Linked DNA regions of Mus musculus: region 1 is linked to region 2. A link is a contact called in public Micro-C data. All regions are on one chromosome and are shown on one strand. Each heading gives the region's core, a stretch centred on a gene start, on an enhancer-like site or on the middle of the called end of the contact. The rest is flanking DNA. Distances are from core to core; before and after follow the strand shown.

Region 1 (7,059 bases), core at 4,463-6,962, 170 kb after region 2:
TTGTGGAGAACAAAAGAGAGCCTGCATCTAAATCCTGGGACTTCATTTCTAGAGCATCAAGGACATTAATTCTGCTAACAACTTGCATGACCCTGGAAACACGGCCTTCTTTGGTGCCCCCTACCCCTGAAGGAAGGTAGGCTTTGTCCCTGGCTGAGACCTGGATCAGTAGATCAGGAGATCCAGGTAAGCTGAGACCAGGGACAGGGCACATGGAAGTGTGGAGCTAATACACATGTATTCTTCAGGTACTACATTTGTTACATGTAATGCCTTGTTACTTGTTGTTACATGGAAATGCAAATTAAAAGACTGTCAGAACAGATTTTATTTGTTTAAGTTTCCTGACATTTACAACTTTATTGGTTTATTCTTCATGACTTGCTGTATTTTTAAAGCTTTCTTTGGGAGGTCTTCTTTGGGCAATTTGCTTGTGTATGTTTAAGTTTTTATATCGTGTCTTCTGAAGCCCAGACTGGTTTCTAAGGATTAGCCTGACTCTTGCCTCCACCTCACCCCTCAAGCACAGCACTTACTGGTGTGTATCACCTTACCCAGTATATGCAGTACTGGGGATCAAGTATCAGGGATCAAGCACAAGGCTTACAGGCATGGTGGACAAGCTTTCTAATTAAGCTACCATTTAAAGCCTCCATATAAACTTTCTTGGTTTTTAATTTTTTTCAACTAAGGGCAATTTAATACTTCTAATGACAGAGCTAAATTTTGATCAGTTTCATTACTGTCTCTGGCTTCAAACATTTTTGCTATTATTCAGCTATCATTTTGTTTCTTTGGAGGTAATTTTTTCTCAGTCTCTTTCTATATAAACAACCCCTCTTTGACTCTCTTTTTCTCTCTCAAATATGTGTGTATATGATATATATATATAATTTATATATACAATTATACATATATATGCCTTATATATGTCTATATAAATACAATTATAGAATTATTTATAAAATTATATCTGTATATATATAATTTTATAAATAAAAATTTATCTTAAAATATATTTTTCTATTTTGTTGTATAGTTTAGGAAAGGTGGATCTGTTTCACTGAGATTTGTACCATCTGGAATTTTTCTGGAATTTGCAGGTTTCCCAGATACTTGTCCTTTCCAGAATTATATTTCTGCCATTTCTTTGGTATTTATTTGAGAAATTGTGATTTGACATATTTTAAACATCCTTCATGTTTCTCTGCTGCCTTTATAATCCTTATACATTTCTGTGCTCTCTGGGCAGTTATTTCAGATCTAGCTTGCAGCTTCTTCCCTCTTAGTGATGTCTAACACGTTAAGCAGTACACATTTCACTACGAGGTATACAGCTTACTTGTTACTTTTCATCGGAATGAGACAATCAGCTTCATAATCATGGCTTTCTTCTTCACACTTGGTTTTGTAAAAACAATTTTTATGGTTTTTTTTAAATGTCAATTTATGACTGTGACCATTTTAATACTCAGGCTCTCTCTTGGTTTGTTGGTTTTTTTTTTTTTTTTACCTTAAGTTCCCGAATTATGTTGAGAATTTATACAAGAAAATTCTTTAAAGTTTGATTTGACAGTAAATTTTTCTAGAGAAAATTATTGTTTCTGTTTTCAGATAGGTAGTTAAGAAAGTGTCAATCCCGGGGTTGCTGGTACCTGTTTGAGACTGTGCAGGCAGTGGGATGAGAGGAGCGTCACTAAGGGAAATGGCTCAGGCCATCATGAATGCTGACTCATTGAACAATAGAGTAGATGCAAGCTAGGAAATCCATGAGACTGATAGTTCACCTCTGACCAAGGCTGCAAGACTGACAACCATGAGCAAACCCAGGGTCCCAAAGCTGAAACTGCAGAACTGTAACATGCAGGGAGAGGACAGGGTGCTCACTGTCCTATCTTCTCCCTTTGTATTCTATCTAGGACCTCACCAGTCCACACCTGCAAAGCGAAACACACTTACTTCTCAGTTTCCTCTAGTAGTACCACATAGACACAGGCAGAAATGATGCTTTACCAGCTATGAGAGTGCACATCAGTGCAGCCAAGTTAACTCTCAGAATAAACCAACCTGGACCTCATCATCCAGGGCTGCTAGATGAGATCCTGGGAGCAAGATCCTTGGTTTGATTCTTCATTCAAGACAGATTATACTGTTATTTTTCTAGTCCATGCTGTCACTGAAGGCATGTCCAGTGCTTGTACCATTTGCAGAACTATCATTTCCTATGCCAAGATCGCAGCTATAAGTCACAGGACCTAACAGAGGATATCAAAGCTCACCATTTTCTCAGCTGACTCCTCCCAGAGTTCTGTATTTAAAAAAAAAAAAAAACTGGAAAAAAAATTTCCACACAATGTATTGTGATCATGCTTTTCCCTCTCCCAACTCCTCCAAGGTCCTCTCCATTTCCTCCCCCATGCAACAGCAACATCATGGCCCCCCTTCTCTCTCTCTCTCTCTCTCTCTCTCTCTCTCTCTCTCTCTCTCTCTCTCTCTCTCTCTCTCTCTAAAGAAGCCAAATACTGTTTATGACTATTACAGCTTCTCTTTCCAACTCAGACATGCCCTAAAACCATTTTTTTTTCTTTTTGTATCTACTACTTTTAGGTTCTTTATAGCATGATAGAGTTTCAGGATATTTACTCTGCCAATATTGTCGGAAAAGGAAATCTCTGCCTCCTCTTCACCTTCCTGTCACCAAGCTTTGCCCTGAGCGGTTTATGGAATCTGCTGTTGTTAAGGTCACCCCTGACATCATCACTTCTAAGTAAAGTAAATACTCATCAACTTTATTTTACCACTGAACTTTTTTCATTGTTGTCCATGTGCTTCGTGAGTCACCCTGGTACCATGCAATACATGGCTACTCATGAACAAAACATCAACTTAGAATTCACAGCACTAGGGTGACTCTTGCTTGTCATTATCAGCTCTCAAAGTGTTAGTGTTAGAGTGCTTTTGACTCTAAATATGTCTACCCAGTAATACTACAAAACCAAGGAAAATTTTTAGGTTCTCTTTCTACCAATGAGATGTTAAAGACATATTTAGTAACCTGATTTATTGTAATAGCGAGTTGCCCTTTCAAATCTGTTCTGATATTGATCTAATCTAAAAAAAAAGTACCATCCCAACCTTAGATAGTTTCTATTGCTTATAATTATCATTAGTGCACCCCTGATTCAGAGTTGATTCATTTGCTTAGAATTACTAGTGAATAAAGGGCTGGATGCCATGGTTAGTCTCTGCTTCCACTGCCAACATCAAAGTCAATCTTAGGAAATGGCTGAGGTGGAAGTGCTACCTGGCATTGCCAACCTGTGACTGTGGGCAACATGGGTCCCAGTATTGTTATTACAGCCATTGTAGATTGCAATGCCATGCCACAATGTTAAAGGGTGAAAACCCCTATACAGCTTTCCAACTACAATACCAGATCAAAATTCGACTTGAATTGTATTCCAGAGATAGGATACAGGCTCACTGAGAACACTTCATCTATAGGTCCTGAAGAAGATACCTTGCAGGGAAATCTAAAGGAACGAATTCATAGACTAAGAAAGGACAATGGGGGGCTAGGCATGTGGTAGAAGGGGCAGCAGCCTGGCGAATCAGCCAGGCCTGTGTCTGTCAGCACTCCACCCAGCTGTGTCCTGCTGTGGGCCAGAATAATCTCTGTGTTATATGTCATCACTGAGGACCATGCAGATGTCTGTTGTTTGTGCTGCTACCATATTATCACTGAAAGCCATGCCTGGGTCTAAGGTTCTACTGCAGTCAGAGTCTGTGTTGATGTTTGCAGTCTGAGTTACCACCAAAAGTCATGCAGATGTTTATTGACTTGTTGCCACCTGAAGCAATGTTGATGTCTAGGGATATGGTGCCACCAGTGGACATATTGATCAGAGTGGCCTGTGCTGCCTCCTGAGACTATGGTAATGCCCAGGTCCAAGTTTAAAATGAAGGCCACAAGGATGCTCATGGTCTGTGCTGCAACCTGAAACCACATCAAGGTCTATAAGCTGTGTTGCTACCAGGGACCATATTGATGTTGTTGGCCTGTGCTGTCACCTTAGGCCATGTTGATGTTCATGATGCAGGCAGTTTCTGAGGGTCTTGTCTGTGGGCCCTGTAGCAGGGGGCTGTGTTTCTGGTCTTTATTGCTGCCAGGAAACCTGTGGAAGTCAAGATCCATGCTCCTGATGATTGTGAAGAGCAAGTAAGCTACTTTTGCTTGATGTGGATGACTACAGATGCACAGTTGAGAGGGAGGGACATGGAAGGTGTCTGTGACAACCCCTATTCCCACCCCAACCCGCCAACCCCCAAAATAACATGCTAGGCAAGAAGTCACCCAAGAGACCTCTTAAAAAAGTGTCACTCTCTATAACTGATGGCTTCTGGCAGAGGTGTGGAAGGGGAAGGACTCCGTTCTATTTAAGGGGCAGGCCACTTGGAGTTTGACCATGCTTTGGTGAGTGTATAGACAACATAAAGTAGACTTCGGTTTTTTGTTTGTTTGTTTTCTTTTTTCCTTTTATTATCTTTACCTTTTTTTTTTTTTTTGATGGGAGGAAGTCACAAGGGGAGCAGACATGGAAGGAATTGGGATTGGGATGCATTTTGTGAAACTCTCGGAGACTCAATAATGATGCTATGTGCGGTGGGGGAAGTCAGCAGCCCTGGTGGAAGAAAGGGGGAAAAAAGTACAATGGTTGTTCCCAGGGGACAATATTGGGAAGATATTAATCAGAAAGTAGAAATTATCAGATATATAGAATGCTTGAGGTTTTGAGTTATAATGTACAGCATATTGACTATAGTCAATATTGTATTGGGTGCCTGAAAATTGCTGAGAGAGAACACAGGCATTCACTCACACATGTTCACTCACACACACACACACACACACACACACACACACACACACACACACACACACACACACACGCACACGCATGCACATGCATCCCTGCACTTCTAAAATATACAATTTTCTTTACTAACTTGAAAAATGAAACAGACAAGTTCGTGCTCCTCTGAATATCCCTATGAGAACTGCCTCTCTTCCTCTGATTGTTTAATGCCTTTTGAAATAAAATGTATGACTAAAGGTGTTCAACTGATGCTTGAATGAGGTGGCTCCCCACCTGAGCTTGAGGCAGCAATATCAATGACCACGGCCTTAGAAGATTAAGACGTGGAGTCAGCAGTTGGCCTGGAACTCCGATGAGTGAAAGGGAGACTTCCAGTTCCTCTGTCCTCCTCTGCTCCTTATTCCCAGACTTTTCCATCATATTCTGTATGTCCTTAGAGAATTGCTCCTTCCACGGTGTGTGTTGTCCTTCATCATCTCTTCTCCTGCCACCTGATCTGTATGAGGTGCTTGGCCTCAGGCAGCTAAAAGAGTTGATGCTCACACACGTGTGTGATGAGCTCTGATGACCGTCTAAGTTTAAACAGTTTAAGCATCTTTAAAGGACCTACCAAGCAACATTATCCAAGCTCTTTTCTGACACATCGGTTATGAATTCTCATCTTGTCAGCATTCAGCATATTCTCTCACAAGATTCCGATTTCCTTACGCCTCTGTGAAACAAAGTAGACACGGCCACAAAATGACCTATATAAATTAATCATCAGCTGTAATTCTGCCTACAGCTTTGGTAATTGCTGACGTAAAAGATGCCCCATTCAACTCTGAAAAAGGAAGTTTAGAAAGTGCTTTGTCACTTTGAAACTCCTTTTTGCTCAAGGCTTCAGCCTAGCTTTGCCTTCGCAGCTATGGTCTTCCTAACAAACATTTAAAGAGCCTCATTTTAACAGCATACTTAAACATTCATAATCACAAAGTTCAGGTGACTAGAATTGCAATAGGGAAACTCAAAGCAATAATGTATATAGAAACCAATAATACATCTGTGAGGAATAGAGACATGAATAGGAGTAAAGCTGAGCCCACTTCAGACATGATGCCATATGGTGGCACTCTTGTCGCTCTATCACCACAGTCAAAACACGAATAGCAGTTATTATTTTCCAGTTGGTGAAGAAATAACATTCTAATAGTCCACCGTGAACTTTGTACAACAAGCATTATGCTGCTCACAACTCTAGCCAGACTGGAGAACATAGGGGAGGGACATTTCTATTAGTATTGATGTGCCTTACATCTAGGTAAAAGTTAAATTAAATAAACTCATTGACTACTCAACCTACTCATGAGAGACAGAAGTGGGAAAATGTTACACATAGTGAGAGAGAAGAGAAAAAAGTTGAGGTATTGGTGGCAAGGTAGGAGTAGGGGGTGAGGCACACAAGAAGCCAACTCAACAAACTTTCTCTCATTTTGGAATAAAATAAGAGGGAAATATGTGATATATCTCAGCAGGCCTGAGGAGCAGTCTTTTTATAGCCAGCTGGGAGGATGTCTTTAGGATTTCCAAGTGTTTAGATATTTTCAGCATTAATCTCTTTAGCACCTGGGGTAACAGGAAGGGTGTGTGTGGTTCCACTATCAGCAGCCTTGGAAAGGAAGCTGCTGTGTGCCTTGGGACTGCTGATTGTTTCCCATTTTAAAGATAGGCAGAATTCAGTAACCTTTCTACTTGGCTTTACTTGAACCCCCATGAAAGATCAAAATAATGGACTCGTAGTGTTTGATGATGTTTTTATTTTAAAAGCATTGCTCTCTTTTTCTCTAAACAGTAAGTAGGAGAGGTGTGCCTTACAGTGATGCACTTATTTTTTTTCTCACAGATTTGTATTTAACCAATCATTTTAAAAAATGGAATAATTGCAGTGGAATGATTGTCATTTTAGGTAAGGTCTTAAGGTCTACTTTAAGGGGTAATGACCCACATCGTAAATATTGCATATATGGGAGACAGAAAATTTGACCATGGGGTGTGTCACATTTACTGGCTGAGATGGTGTAGACTTAGAAATTCTTATTTGCTTCTCAGGGTTTTGGCTGTTGTTTGGTGTGTGCCTGTGTATATTATGCAGTAGGAGAGAGGGAACAAGGGAACAGAGAAGGAAATGAGGGAGGGAGAAAAA
Region 2 (6,944 bases), core at 1,268-3,767:
GAGCGAAATCTCTGCAAGAGGCCATGCCACTGAAAGGCCTACTTCCTCTTTCAAAAGCTTATTGTCTAATAAAAGTATCCACAGAACTTCTTCGGCGAGATACACCAACTTCATTCCTTTCAAACCATCGATTGCAGTCCACAATTTCAACTGAAGAAAAGATTCTCTATGAAGCTGGATGCTGGCCCCATTCACTGAATTCCCCTCCCAGCCTTCACTGACCCTAGCAAAAGCAGCTTAGTTCTCAAGCTGCCCCTAACCCCTCTCTCCAACACGGTAGGCACTTCTGAAAGCTGAACTCCAGCAGCACTGAACAATATGGGGAGTCTTCTGAGACTTTAATGTGGCCATAAAATTGGGTGGAATCTTACAGAAATCTCCAAAAAATTAGCCTTGAACAGAAGAAAATTGTTCTGAATCTCATTACTTTGAACAGTGGTCCATTATTATTTTTTATTTTTACCCAAAGCAGCAACTCTGGCAGTATATATAAAATCAGATAACAAAAATCTTCAAACTAAAGAACATTTCAAATTAAATTAAACATAAAAGACCTTATAAAGTCAGCATTCAACTTAACTTCTAGTTTGATTATTCTGTTGGTAAGCTGAAATTTAAAGCGGTCCACACTGTCATACCCAGATCATCAATCACAACAGTTAATTTCAGAAACCTACTACTGTGTTTGGCTCACAGCATCAGGATTTCCCTGGAGATTAAAGGCACGTACTTCTCCATATTAATTAGAGATATAAGGAATTCTACAGAGAAACCTCTTTTTTTCTGTTTCTATGTGAATCATCTATCTCCTTCTATCTCCTTCTCTGAATCATTCAGTTATTTTATAAACAGTATTTCATTACTTATTATCTATGTTCCATGTGTTTGTGGCAATGAACAGTAAAATTTATAAACAACTAATTCTGCTACCATCTGTAGCTCTGTGCAGGTCTGGAAAGCCACATCGTGTATCTCTTGACACAAAAGTAGGACATACATATTTTGGAAGAAGAGCAATACTAGTTGAGACTAAACCACTTAGATATACTTTTGTTTTTACCAAAACTGAATTAAAACAAGGAAAATAGTTACCTAGCAACATTTGACATTGAAAAGATTCCATATCGAAAAGTAACCAACATGAAAGGCAAGATAGAAGATAGTCCAAACCTCATCTTGATAAGAGTCACAATTCATAGAGCTGTGTGTATCATGAAGTAGGGAGGGAGAAAAAAAAGATTAAACATACAAAGAAGATCTGTAGAAATGTAATCTGGCATATCTTCAGCATCTACTAGATTTTTTCCTGGATGATAAACAGCTCAGCTAGCTTGAATTAAACTGACAGTTTAATTCAGAGAAGTAGACAATGCTTCAATTAAAGACAGGGAGACAGTTAGCCTGAATGTCCACTTTCCCACATTTTCTACTTGATCAGTTTCTTGTCATTGAAAGAAGTGTGGCTGGTATGTCCATTTAGTACATTTAGTACATTTCCATGCAAAGAGCTCTGGTGGACAAAGCTGGTCATGCTGCTGTCATGTGACTGGGTAGGTGGCTGTAAGGATTCGAACAAAGAGTGGATGTTTACAGCTGGGTTTGGAGAATGTCCAACAAACAGTCTTTGTGTTCACATAGCTTTGTTATGTTTCCTTTCTTGGTTCCTTCCGAACAAGCCATATAAAAATGAAAGGACAAAGAATTGTATATGTATGTGTGTGTACATGTGTGTGTTTGTACACATGTCTATGCTACGTATGTGCCTACATGTGTATGTGTGGATGACAGAGGTTGGCATCAAAATGTCAAGCTCAGTTGTTCTCTACCTTATTGTCTGAGGCAGGGTCTCTTCACAGACTGGCTAGTCTGGCTGGCCAGCGAATCTTGAGACTTTTCCAGCTTCCCCTCCCTAGGCTAGGGTGGCAAGTGTCTCAGCACACCAAGCTGTTTCACCTGGCTGATGGAGATCTGTACAAGGTTTTTACTACCACGCTGTCTTCAGGCCCAAGACAAATTTTAAGATAAAATGTCTGGTAGGGTTGCTATTGATAGATTAACTGTAAAGGATGTTTTTAAGTATGTGGGAAGTGTGACCCATTTCTGAGAATATGCAGAAATATTTATCTGGTGGAGCATGGAGGTTTTTTGAAAATTTCACATTAAGTCACTTGAAAACTTTTTATTGTATTTTTTTCCAGTAATTCTCTTTGTTCCCTTTCTCCTTCCCTACCCCCTGTTTCCTTTTTCCTAATTTTTCCTTCCTTACTCCTTCCCTTTCCCACCTTTTCCCTTTTCATTAACTAATTAATTTATTCATTTTAATACTCTAATCATAGACCACTGCCCTCTTCCTGGTCCTCTCTCACAGCCCCTCCCCTCACCCCACTTATCCCCTTCTTTTTTTTCTTTTCCTTCTCCCCTCCTGCTTTAGAAATGATTTAACAAGGTGATGCATCTTTTCTTTGTGGTAAACAGCTCAGAGTATGTGGACAGAATACTTGGAAGGAAAGACACTAATGACATGGCATATTTGGGGCTTGCTGAACTTGTAAGCATGTTTGGCTTTCAGTGTGTGCCCGATCATTTTGCAATAGTCAAATGGCATTTTTGGCTTGGTTACTTTTTCAGTCTGAGTGCTTGTGGGTTTTTTTTTCCCCTAAGCTTTTTGTTGTTTTGTTTGTTCCTGTAGCTATGGCCAGAGTTACTCACCACTCAGTAGAATAACCTCCCCCATATTTTAAAGGAACCACAGCACTCCAAACCAATTAAGGAACAGAAAACCCAGTGAAGCACAACTGCTCCCAGGCTTGGCTCTGTTTATCTCTCATGACCTTGCTCTAATTTGCTCTAAGGGAACATAGCATACCCAAGTTAGCCTGACTTTCCCTCTCCCTACAACATGAAAGTATCATGCAGTGTCCCTAGTTAGAAAAAAAAAGTCTCATTGTCCAGTAATATAAAGAAAAATTAGGCTGGGCAGTGGTGGCACATGCCTTTAATCCCGGCACTTGGGAGGCAGAGGCAGGAGGATTTCTGAGTTTGAGGCCAGCCTGGTCTACAGAATGAGTTCCAGGACAAAGAAACCCTGTCTCAAAAAACCAAAAATACCAAACCAAACCAAAATAAAACAAAATCAAAAAATCAAAAAGAAAAAAAAAGAAAAATTAGAAGGTTGAAAGTAATACAGAAATGCTTATTGCTTGATTTTGTCTCTCCTGGCACATGGTGGGGGGACATCCTTTGTGTTCATCACTATATTAAATGCTTTATCATATGGCCAGCTAACATAATAATGAAATAAACCATTACTCTTACTGATCCTTCTTAGCTTTAGTTTTATTCTTTTATGTTTATAACTATCTAAACAGTCCTATAACCTCTAAGAAAATAGAAGCAGTCATTAAAAGGCTGAAAAAAACAACAAAACAAAACAAAACAACAAAAAACCCAGGGCCAGATGATTTTAGGGTTTTAGTGTAGAAGTCTATCAGACCTTCAAAGAAGACCTAATACCAATACACCTCAAACTATTCCACAAAATAGAAACAGAAGGAACACTAACTAATTATTTTTATGAAGCCACTGTTATTCTGATATCTAAACCCAACAAAGAAAGAGAACTTCAGAACAATTTCAGTTATGAACATCAATGAAATAATACTCAAAAGATTTCTCACAAACTGAATCACAGAACACATCAAAATGATCACTTACCATGATCAAGGAGGCTTCATCCGAGGGATACAGGCTAGTTCAATATACAGAAATCCATCAATGTAATCCTATATATATATTTTTTTAAAGAAAAAATCACATGATCATCACAATATTTGCTGAAAAAGCATTTGGCAAAATACAATATCCCTTCATGTTGAGAGTATTGGAGAGATCAGGAATTTAAGGCCCATACTAAACATGATAAAAGCAATGTACAGCAAACCAATAGCCAATATCAAATTAAATGGAGAGAATCTTGAAACAATCCCACAAAAATCAGGGACAAGACAAGGCTCCAATCTATAGTACTTGAAGTTCTAGCTAGGACGATAAGACAACAAAAGGAGATCAAGGGAATACAAATTGGAAAAGAAGTCAAGGTATCACTATTTGCTGATATTATGATCGTATACATAAGACACCTCAAACATTTTGCCAGAGAATTTCTACAGTGGATAAACAACTACAGCAAGGTGGCTGGATATAAAATTAAGTCAAAACAAATCAGTAGTCTTCCTTTATAAAAAGGATAAATGCTCTGAGAAAGAAATAAGGGAAAAACACCCTTCAAATAATCACAAATAATATAAAATATCTTGATGTAAATCTAACCAAGGAAGTGGAAGATCTGTATGACAAGAACTTTAAGCCCCTGAAGAAAGAAATTGAAGAATATCTCAGAAGATGAAAAAAATTTCCCGTGCTCATGGATTGGTAGGATTAACATAATAAAAATGGCATAGTACCAAAAACAATCTATAGATTCAATGCAATCCCCATCAAAATCACGACTCAATTCTTCACAGAGATAGAAAGAGCAATTCTCAATTTCATTTGGAATAACAAAAAAACCCATGATAGCCAAAACAGTTCTTAACCATAGAAGAAATTCTGGGGGAATCATCATCCATGATCTCAAGCTATACTGCAGAGCAATAGTGATAAAAAACCACATAGTTTGGTGCAGAGACAGACAGGTTGATAAATAGAATAGAATTGAAGACCCAGAAATAAATGCACACACCTATGGACACTTGATCTTTGACCAAAAAAAAAAATGGCCAAAACTATACAGTGAAAAAAAAAGAAAGCATCTTCAACAAATGATGCTGTTCTAATTGGCTGTCTGCATGTAGAAGAATGCAAATTGATCCACATTTATATCCTTGTACAAAGTTCAAGTCCAAGTGGGTAAAGGACCTCTACATAAAACCAGATACACTGAATCTAATAGAAGAGAATGATGATTCATTGGCTCAGGTCTACTTGAGCTGTGAAACTCAAGCCCTTAGTGATGCCATGCGGGGTACTACTCTCTGGATCCTTACAATAAATATGCAAAAACAAGACTAGAAAGGGTTTTACTAGGATTTCCATTAGCATTTTAATTAATATATTTCCAGTCCTCTTTAATAAAAAGGGTTGAGAATGTGGTGGAAGGAGCAGAGGGGAGGAGAGAAGAAGAGAGGGAAGGGCAGGGGAGGGAAGCAGCTATATTTTTCTTACTTCATTGTAAGTTCTGGTTTTATCCTTATGCTCACTGTGGACCGTTTTCGGTGACAATATTTGCTAAAAGTGATTTTTCAACCACGGACAATGTTCTCAACAGGTCAACATTTAATAATGTGAAAATGATTTTGCCTGGAGCATCTACTTTGTAGAAGCTAGAGGTGCTACTTCCCACCATGCGGTGTCCACGATGATGAGAGCGAATCACTTCATGAGAGGCTCACTACTATTAGAAAATGTCACTAACCAAGCAGAAATGGCTCCCAGTCAATTTAAACCAAGAGACCTTAACAGAGAGCCCTACTGTTGACTTATAGACTCTTTGTAAGTTTGGGCTAAATAGCAACCTACTCCCCGCTAGTCTCTTGTTGGGAGTTTAGATTGTCCCCTATTGTAAACAACAACCTATTGAATATTTTTGGTAAAATTTTCATACAGTCTTTTACTTAGGTTGTCCTAGAGGGGGAAAAACAGCTTTTACTTTTTCTTTCTTTCTTTCTCTCTTTCTTTCTTTCTTTCTTTTTTTTTTTATTTCAGCTTTTACTCTTAAGAAGATAATTTGTGAAAGTAAATGAGCCCTTGGAAGCTTTAATTAATGTTCTCAAGCTGTTTTTTCTAGAAGGTGTTTTAATATTAATATGGGAATAAAAGTCCTGTCTTTGTGATTACTAAAGGCCTTTCACTCACAATGCCCAGTTTATCTGAAATTATATTTTAGCTTTAGCTAAGTTCACATGAGCTCCAGTAGGGAGGCATAGAAGACACAAGCAGCAGCCATGGGATCCTAACTTCATTTCCACCACTTAGAGAGCTTTAGGGATAGAAGTTATTAGCTGAGGTCTGTGATACCTGATGCCTGTTGTTTACAGCTTAAAGGATGGAGCCTCAAGTCTTGGCCATGTCCAGCAAGAAGAACTTACATATACCCTTACCAATCCCAAATTCACTCTGTCAGATGGAGAGAGAGCGGCATCGTTAAGAGCCCAGGGTAGAACCCACTGCACAGCATATCTCAAGATAGTGTTACTCTCTTTCTTTAGATCCAGCACAACCAAGTTGTTGAAATTCTAGTGTCAAGTTCCTGGCTCACATACTTTGTTTTATCTAGAGGCCATTGCAGCTTTTGGTCACAGCTTGTACTATGAAATTCTGGCCAGGTTACTAAGCCAGAATATGTTGCTGAACTTGAAATTTGTTGAAAACAAAAGTTACTTTGCTGTTTAAGAAATGCATGTGTATTTTTTCTTTAAAAATGAATATAGCTATATTTTTATAATTAATGTTATGTTTCCATTGCTTAATAAATCAGTTATTTGCTTCACCTGTATATATGAATGTGACTCACATGAGGGTTTGGTGCTCCCAGAAGGCAGAAATGGTGGCGGATTCTCTGAAACTACAGTTATAAATAGTGAACTACCACGTGAATTACAGTCTTCTGCAAAAGCAGGAAGTGCTTTTAACCCCTTAGCTGTCTCTTCAGCCTATTATTATTATTATTAAAATTATTACATAGTGTGAGGGAAGAGCCAACTCCAGACAGCTGTCCTCTGACCTCTACGTATTGTAGCACGCTTGAGACCAAGAAACGTTAAACTGCCTTTAAAGTTCAAGGCCAGCCCGAGGAGCTTACAGGGACCCTGTCTTAGAACACAAAGCATCATGAGAGCTGAGGATGTAGCTCGGTGGAAGAGAGCTTAGCCTGTCAGTGAGAAGGA

The links. A called contact is a pair of places that touch in the nucleus more often than the background predicts.
Region 1: a Micro-C map of macrophages shows a contact between it and region 2, with 5 times the contacts expected there. The contact joins two enhancer-like sites. A contact is called at or near these places in 2 of 484 Hi-C or Micro-C datasets (the 3T3-L1 cell line and macrophages) and 1 of 115 datasets of contacts at active chromatin or transcription factors (bone marrow-derived dendritic cells).

What each region holds. Positions count from the first base shown.
Region 1 is chr12:35,457,154-35,464,212 of GRCm38.p6, forward strand. No RefSeq gene overlaps it. Among named protein-coding and RNA genes, the nearest start is that of Gm26071, 19 kb to the left of the region's middle. Within about 2 kb of position 5,713, at least 16 of the 459 cell types and tissues checked have an H3K27ac peak or open chromatin away from gene starts, as enhancers often do. A contact at or near this core is called in macrophages, where this site is marked.
Region 2 is chr12:35,292,229-35,299,172 of GRCm38.p6, forward strand. No RefSeq gene overlaps it. Among named protein-coding and RNA genes, the nearest start is that of Mir680-3, 100 kb to the left of the region's middle. Within about 2 kb of position 2,518, at least 87 of the 459 cell types and tissues checked have an H3K27ac peak or open chromatin away from gene starts, as enhancers often do. A contact at or near this core is called in macrophages, where this site is marked.